Regions from separate parts of the Pan troglodytes genome. Here region 2 is linked to region 1. The links are chromatin contacts, called in public Hi-C maps. All regions are on one chromosome and are shown on one strand. Each heading gives the region's core, a stretch centred on a gene start, on an enhancer-like site or on the middle of the called end of the contact. The rest is flanking DNA. Distances are from core to core; before and after follow the strand shown.

Region 1 (3,382 bases), core at 858-3,357:
CTTGTCAGCTTGCTCTTCTCCCCGGCCCTCAGAGGCCTGGCACTGCGGGAGTCAAGGCCTAAGCAGGGCTTCAGCTCGGGGTTTAGGGGCTGGGACACTCACAGCCCCAGTCACGTTAGGTTTCCCATTTAAATTCTCTCTCAACCTCTCTTTCTCTCTTCCCTCATTGAGATCACCAAAGTGGTGTGGACACGGCGCCTTGCCCCCAGATCTGCATCGGAATGCAGAAAAGATCTTTAAAAAAAAAAAAAAGTTTTGAATTCCTCAATGATTTTTCTTCTGGAAAGGCAGCTTAGGATAATTATTTCAGCTTTATTGAGGGCAGATTAGTTGAAGTCTGGGCGCTGCGTTTCAATACGCGTTGTACACGGGCCGACAATGTGGTCATTGTTGGCTACTGTGTGTGAATCCATTCAACATATACACTTTTTAACACCAAACCGAGTCCTGTCTAAATATACACAGTGCTCAGGGAAAGACGTCTCTGACCCCGACAAATCTGCGTAAATCACACTTCCATAGTTACAGAAGCCTCACAAAGGGAGGCCCGGCTCAAGATGCTGATTACATCTTCTTAAAAGCAACATACCTAAGAATAAATACCCATGCCTGGCCTAGGGGCTGTGGTGGCCAGAGGCAGAGAGGGCCCTCTGTGTTCTATGGGCCTTTTGGCGTCTGTTTTAGGCTTTCGATGTTACTTTCCCTAGAGAAATTAGACAGTTTAAAAATAATAATGGTAATTATTATTATTTTACAATACGAGCAAACAAGCAATTTTCAGGCCTTATTCACTTCATCCGGGTGGCTGGCCTCCAAAGTTTGAGTGCCCTCTGGGGCTGGCAGGCAGGACCAGAGCTCCTTCTGTTGTGTGGTGAGGAGTGGGCATCTGTGGGACTTTTCTGGGTCCAGAGGGCTCTTGGGCTTCTCGGCTCTCGCAGCTCCTCCACCACTCCTCAGAGAGGCAGCTGAATTCTGGGAAGAAACAAAGAGTTGAGTTGCTTCTTAAGATGGAAAGAAGTGTACTGTTTGGACTGTTATTTTAAAATACAGGGTGGTGGGGGAAATCGAGGCTCCTTGGCCGGGGGGGGGGGAGTAAAGAGAAGCCTAATTGATGAAGAGGGAGTTGAGGTGAATGTGGTCCATGGGCATCGATGGGGGAGGCAAGAGCGGCCTCCAGCACCCTGGGAATTGGGCTCAGGCTCCCTGGCGCCAGATACCCTCGGAATCCGGGATCCCTGGCTGGCGCCACGGCCCGCTGGGCCAAGGTCGGTGCTTGGTGGGCCCCATGATCTCATCTCTCCTTTCTTCCTTGCCACTATTAGTGCTTACATAGGCAGAAAGAGGCGGCCCGACGTGCACACCATGTGCAAACCGCGCCCGCTGGGCTGGTCAGCCGTCTTTCCTTGCCTGCCGACCTGGACTATGTGGAGCCTGGGGGACCCTCTTGCCTCCCAACAAAATCCCCGCTCTAATTGCACATCCCATTCAACAACTCTGCCCAGGGCTTTTCGAATTTCTGGATCAACTTCTTTAGGAAAAAGGGAAGAAGAAGGCTCAGAGACAGCGGTAGAGAAAAGAGGAGAGAGAGGGAGAAGAGAGAAGAGAGGAGGGGGAAGTAGCGAGATTAAGAGTTGCAAAGATAAAAAAAATTCTCTTTATTCCCCCACTTCTCCCTCCTTCCCTGCTCTCCCCCTCCCCCCGCCCTCTGGCTAAGTGGTAAAACCGTCCTTACGTTCTCGGTATTGATTGGCAGGGCTGACAGTGATTGGCAGTGGTTGCCGTGGCAACGCCACAACGACAGGCCACAGACCAATAGAAAAGCGAAACAAAATGTTTCAATGCTGCACTCACTGTGGATTTAGGGGAGATATTATGAGGCTGTTGTCATTAGGGCGATTGCGGTGGAATCGCTGAATCTTGACTCGGCGGTGGTTGGCTCTCCCTCTCCTCTCTCCCTCTCCCTCTCTGTCTCGGGTTCTCTCTCTGCGCGCGCGCACCGGGCCGCTCTCCTACCTCCCTCTCTATGTGGCTGCGCGGGTGTGTGTGTGTGTGGATGTGTGTGGGGTGTGGGTGTCCCTTACGCCCTTCCTCCTCCCCCTCCTCCTCCTGCTCCCCCCTCCTTTCCTTCTCCTCCTCCCCCCTCTCCTCTCCCTCCTCCTGGTCCTCATCGCCCCTCTCCTCCTCTTCCTCCCCTCTCTCTTCCTCTCCCTGAATTTTCTCCTCTCCTCTCAGGTCAGTCCATGGTATTCCGCTCCCCCCTAGACCTCTATTCCTCCCACTTCTTGTTGCCAAACTTCGCCGATTCTCACCACCGCTCCATACTTCTGGCGAGTAGCGGCGGCGGGAACGGTGCGGGAGGCGGCGGCGACGCGGGAGGCGGCAGCGGCGGCGGGAACGGTGCGGGAGGCGGCGGTGCTGGCGGAGCAGGCGGCGGCGGCGGCGGCTCCAGGGCCCCCCCGGAAGAGTTGTCCATGTTCCAGCTGCCCACCCTCAACTTCTCGCCGGAGCAGGTGGCCAGCGTCTGTGAGACGCTGGAGGAGACGGGCGACATCGAGCGGCTGGGCCGCTTCCTCTGGTCGCTGCCCGTGGCCCCCGGGGCGTGCGAGGCCATCAACAAACACGAGTCGATCCTGCGCGCGCGCGCCGTGGTCGCCTTCCACACGGGCAACTTCCGCGACCTCTACCACATCCTTGAGAACCACAAGTTCACCAAGGAGTCTCACGGCAAGCTGCAGGCCATGTGGCTCGAGGCGCACTACCAGGAGGCCGAGAAGCTGCGCGGCCGCCCACTCGGCCCGGTGGACAAGTACCGCGTGCGCAAGAAGTTCCCGCTGCCACGCACCATCTGGGACGGCGAGCAGAAGACGCACTGCTTCAAGGAGCGGACTCGGAGCCTGTTGCGGGAGTGGTACCTGCAGGACCCCTACCCCAACCCCAGCAAGAAACGCGAACTGGCGCAGGCCACCGGCCTCACTCCCACACAAGTAGGCAACTGGTTTAAGAACCGGCGGCAGCGCGACCGCGCCGCGGCGGCCAAGAACAGGTTAGTGGCGGGGCCCGCGGCCTGGCTACAGCCTCAGAGGCCTGGGAAGGGGAGAGGGGTTGAGATGGGGCTAGCGGAGCGGCCGCTGAGAGCCAGGGAAGCCGTGACTCCTGGCCAGTCGGAGAAAGTTTCCGCTTGTCCGGGGCGCGCGGAAGAGGGGGCGGACTGGCTGTGGGTGTATTGATTGCTTTGACCAAGAGGGGCTTTCGTCAGGGCAGAGAGTGTCTGCTTGCGACCCGAGTTCCCGCAGCCCCTGGGAGACTTAGCCCTGCGCTGCACCCGTGCCTGCCTCCTCAGCCCTGCCGCCAGCTCGGCGATCCTCTGGAGCCTAGAGACAGG
Region 2 (3,252 bases), core at 499-2,998, 240 kb before region 1:
AGATTGGGTCAATAATATGTATTTTTTTAAGCTCTATGGGTCCATATTTACCAACCAGTCTTTAATTGCTTTAAACAACCAAACACTCATTAAGTGTGTTTTGAAATATTAATGTCCTTGCTTGGCTTCTTCTCCTCCCTTTCCCCCTCTTCCCACCTCTCCCTCCCTTTTAATTTTGCTTTTTTTCTCCTCTTGAGGTAATAAACTTCCCAAACTGGGAAGAGGAAACAATCCTAAGAGTCTAAGCATATAAATAAGAACAGGGCAATTTTGAATGTGGGCTGCAGAGCTGCCCTGGAAGTCTGGCATTTGCTCATCTCGCTGTGCTTAAGCTTGACTGGAGCTCCAATCAGCGAGCAGTGGGCCAGGGCGAGAATGTCACACGTTAAGGGCTGATATTTAGGCACAAAGGGGAAGGTAAGTGCAGAGTGCCACCCTAGACTGTCAGCTTTAACTCTGAGCTGCTTTACTTTTGAGCTGTGAAGTCAGAGCCCAGTCATTACTTTAGCCTGGGTTTGCTGGCTTAACCATATTATGTCCCTGCATTGTTTATTCACTGTGTTGTGTTGGGGTCAATTGTGATTTAAGTGTTAATTGCTAAATGCTCTTTGTGTAATTGTTCTTTATGGGGACTGTTCAGCTTTCCAAAATGTTTCAGTTTGTTTAAGAATTTTTTTTTTTTAATTCAGGATTGCATCTATTTATTTTGTGTGTGTTGTTTGTATGTAACTATAATATAGGTATATACACACTCATATATATTCTTCATTTACTTGTCTAACTGTTTTTGAAGGAATGAATGTGGATTAACAGTGTTATCCTTTCCTAACAATTCTCTTTCGCTACTCTAGCTAGTTTAGTTCTAAAAGACAGCGCCATTGACAACGGAAAAAAAGGGAACCTTCTCAGATTTTTCAGCTCAGCGGTGGTAATGTTGCAGTGAACACTAATGAGGGAACCCCCACTGATTTGCCTGCTTTGTGACTTTTCTATTTCATAATTATTTTTAAAACGCAAAACGACATGAGGTAGCCTAGTCATGTCTCTACAACTTCCTGGTAGCGCCGTTCTTACTGCAGATGGCAATTTGTTCTTGTAACATATATCTCTCTCTGACCATTTTCATCTAATTTGTATGGGTTCTACCATTTCTTTTCTCTCTTTCAGGGCCCTTGCTGTGTGTGAGCTAGGGGGTGGCATGACATGCTTGGCTGGGCTCATGGTAGGTCTTTTCTCCATTCCAATCCCATTCAGAGGGAGGAACAAAAGGAAAAATGTTCCAGGGCCTCCAACTGCTGGGTCAGAGAACCGTCAACAGCATCAGCTGCGGTCAAGCTGCCGGGTCTTGAGAGACCTTCTAGATTGACTTAACTTTCGGATCATATTGATTTTATGGTTGCCTCGATGAGCAGAAACATTTTACCTCAGTGTAGTCAATATTGCTTGTTGTGACATTCCAGGCCTCGCACAGTCTTTCTTTGCCATAGCGAAAGCATTTTTTTTTTTTTTTTTCAGATTATAGTCCCATTTGCTAAGATACAGGAATAGCCCGGCGAATCACAGTTGGAGCACCATGATATAGCTGCTAATGTTTTGCCTGCATTATTACACCAACAAACATGATCCAGAGCGCTCAGTAATTAGATTCTTTTGAATTAGATTGGCCATTCAGGAACGTCGTTCCCCATTCTCTGGGTTCTGAGTCATGTATTCAGGAGATATTATGTAGCAGCACAGTGCATTAGACAAGTTTTTATGTCTCTACAAATAAAAGCATATTGTTACACTGATTGGCATTTGACAAACCTGTCGCTCTTATACAATGTGTCGAGGTTACAGCCCAATGTGCGAGCATGTCAAAGCTCACAAAAAAATTACCCTCACAAAGCCATCTGCCTGCAATGCAAAGTTATATGAAGGGCATCAGGCAGTCAGACAGAAGCAAGCTGAAAGGCAGAGTGACAGCCTTGTATGATGGCTCTACTAGATAAACAGAAGCCCACAAATGAAAGCCTCTCAGAATACCATCATCCGCTGTCACAATGCAATTACCGAACAGAATGATAGCAAGATAGAGGCTCCCGCAAATGGAATGATAAAAGTATTGACTGATTTGATTGAATGATTAAAATAATGCAGACATAAAATGAAAAAAGATTGAAGATTGTTACAGAGAAATAGGTGAGGAAGCATGATACTGAAGGCTTGTCACTCCTGTCTTCACTTCCACACAGACAAGCATATTTGCTCATTGTTTGCTGTGCTCCCTTTTTTTTTTCAGGTTGCTATTTCTGCAGATGTCAAAGAAGTTCTGTTAACTGATGGGAATGAAAAGGCCATCAGAAGTATCCTTATTCAGATAGAAAACGGGTTTGTTGTGCTCATTCCTTTTTCCCGGCTGAGTAACAATTGATATAAAGAAAGACAGCATGGGGTATTAAAAGAGAGTTTCCCCCCTACATACATGATAAGTAATTAAGAAAAAGTAGAAATATATGAATTCCTTGCATACAACTCCGTGGGTTTTTTTCTTTCCATAGATTTTTATAGACATCTCTCATGAAAGGACCCTACAAAATTTGTTTCATAATAATTTTCAAGCATTCTTGTTCTTTTATTTCCATTGGAATTTGCCAGTGTAAAATAAATTATTTGGTATTTATTGTATTTGGATATTGCTGGCAAATATTAACTTCCAGCTTCATGTTTGTTATTACATTTATGCACTTGATATTGTATGTACTGTGTAATATTGTGCCTGCTCTAATTGCTGAGGGTACCTATATTCCCCCACTGGAACAGCTGTCAGTTCTTCATTATTTCCTTTTATTTAGGATTTTATTTAGGATTATACAAGCTATCTCTATTTTTCCGCTATGCTATTACAGTTCAAACTCCATTAGATTATGCTTTACTAATATGTACACAGAGTTCATGAAAATTGAACTGTACTTTAACTAAGAAAGCAAGCATAAATGTAGCTATTTTAGCAGTCGAGCTGATTTGTTCAGGGGCAGTTAACAGCTGTTAGAAACTGAGAGGAAAAGTGGAAGATATGTTTGCTTTGGATTTTTTTTTTTTTTTTGGTGTGCCTTACATTTACATTATGAGGGAGACAATCTACTTATTTGAATTTTAAGCTCCTAAACTGCCAAAGCAGTTTTGATTTCTGTGGCATCTTACATACAATCTATTTCTGATTTTCCTTTTCGAGTTCTGCCATATGATTTTTTCAAAATATGCAGCAGCTTC

The links. A called contact is a pair of places that touch in the nucleus more often than the background predicts.
Region 2: a Hi-C map of stem cell-derived neural progenitor cells shows a contact between it and region 1, with 1.8 times the contacts expected there. The contact joins the enhancer-like site here to the promoter of SIX3 in region 1. A contact is called at or near these places in 1 of 7 Hi-C or Micro-C datasets (stem cell-derived neural progenitor cells) and 1 of 1 other capture datasets (stem cell-derived neural stem cells).

What each region holds. Positions count from the first base shown.
Region 1 is chr12:77,770,299-77,773,680 of NHGRI_mPanTro3-v2.0_pri, reverse strand. It overlaps SIX3 (SIX homeobox 3), which reads left to right and starts at 2,107. Exons shown (of 2, transcript XM_016948454.3): 1 at 2,107-3,043. The coding sequence starts at 2,241.
Region 2 is chr12:78,006,402-78,009,653 of NHGRI_mPanTro3-v2.0_pri, reverse strand. CAMKMT (calmodulin-lysine N-methyltransferase) reads left to right here. Exons shown (of 11, transcript XM_001145471.8): 5 at 1,168-1,222; 6 at 2,282-2,345. Among named protein-coding and RNA genes, the nearest start is that of SIX3, 240 kb to the right of the region's middle. Within about 2 kb of position 1,748, at least 7 of the 24 cell types and tissues checked have an H3K27ac peak or open chromatin away from gene starts, as enhancers often do. A contact at or near this core is called in stem cell-derived neural progenitor cells, where this site is marked.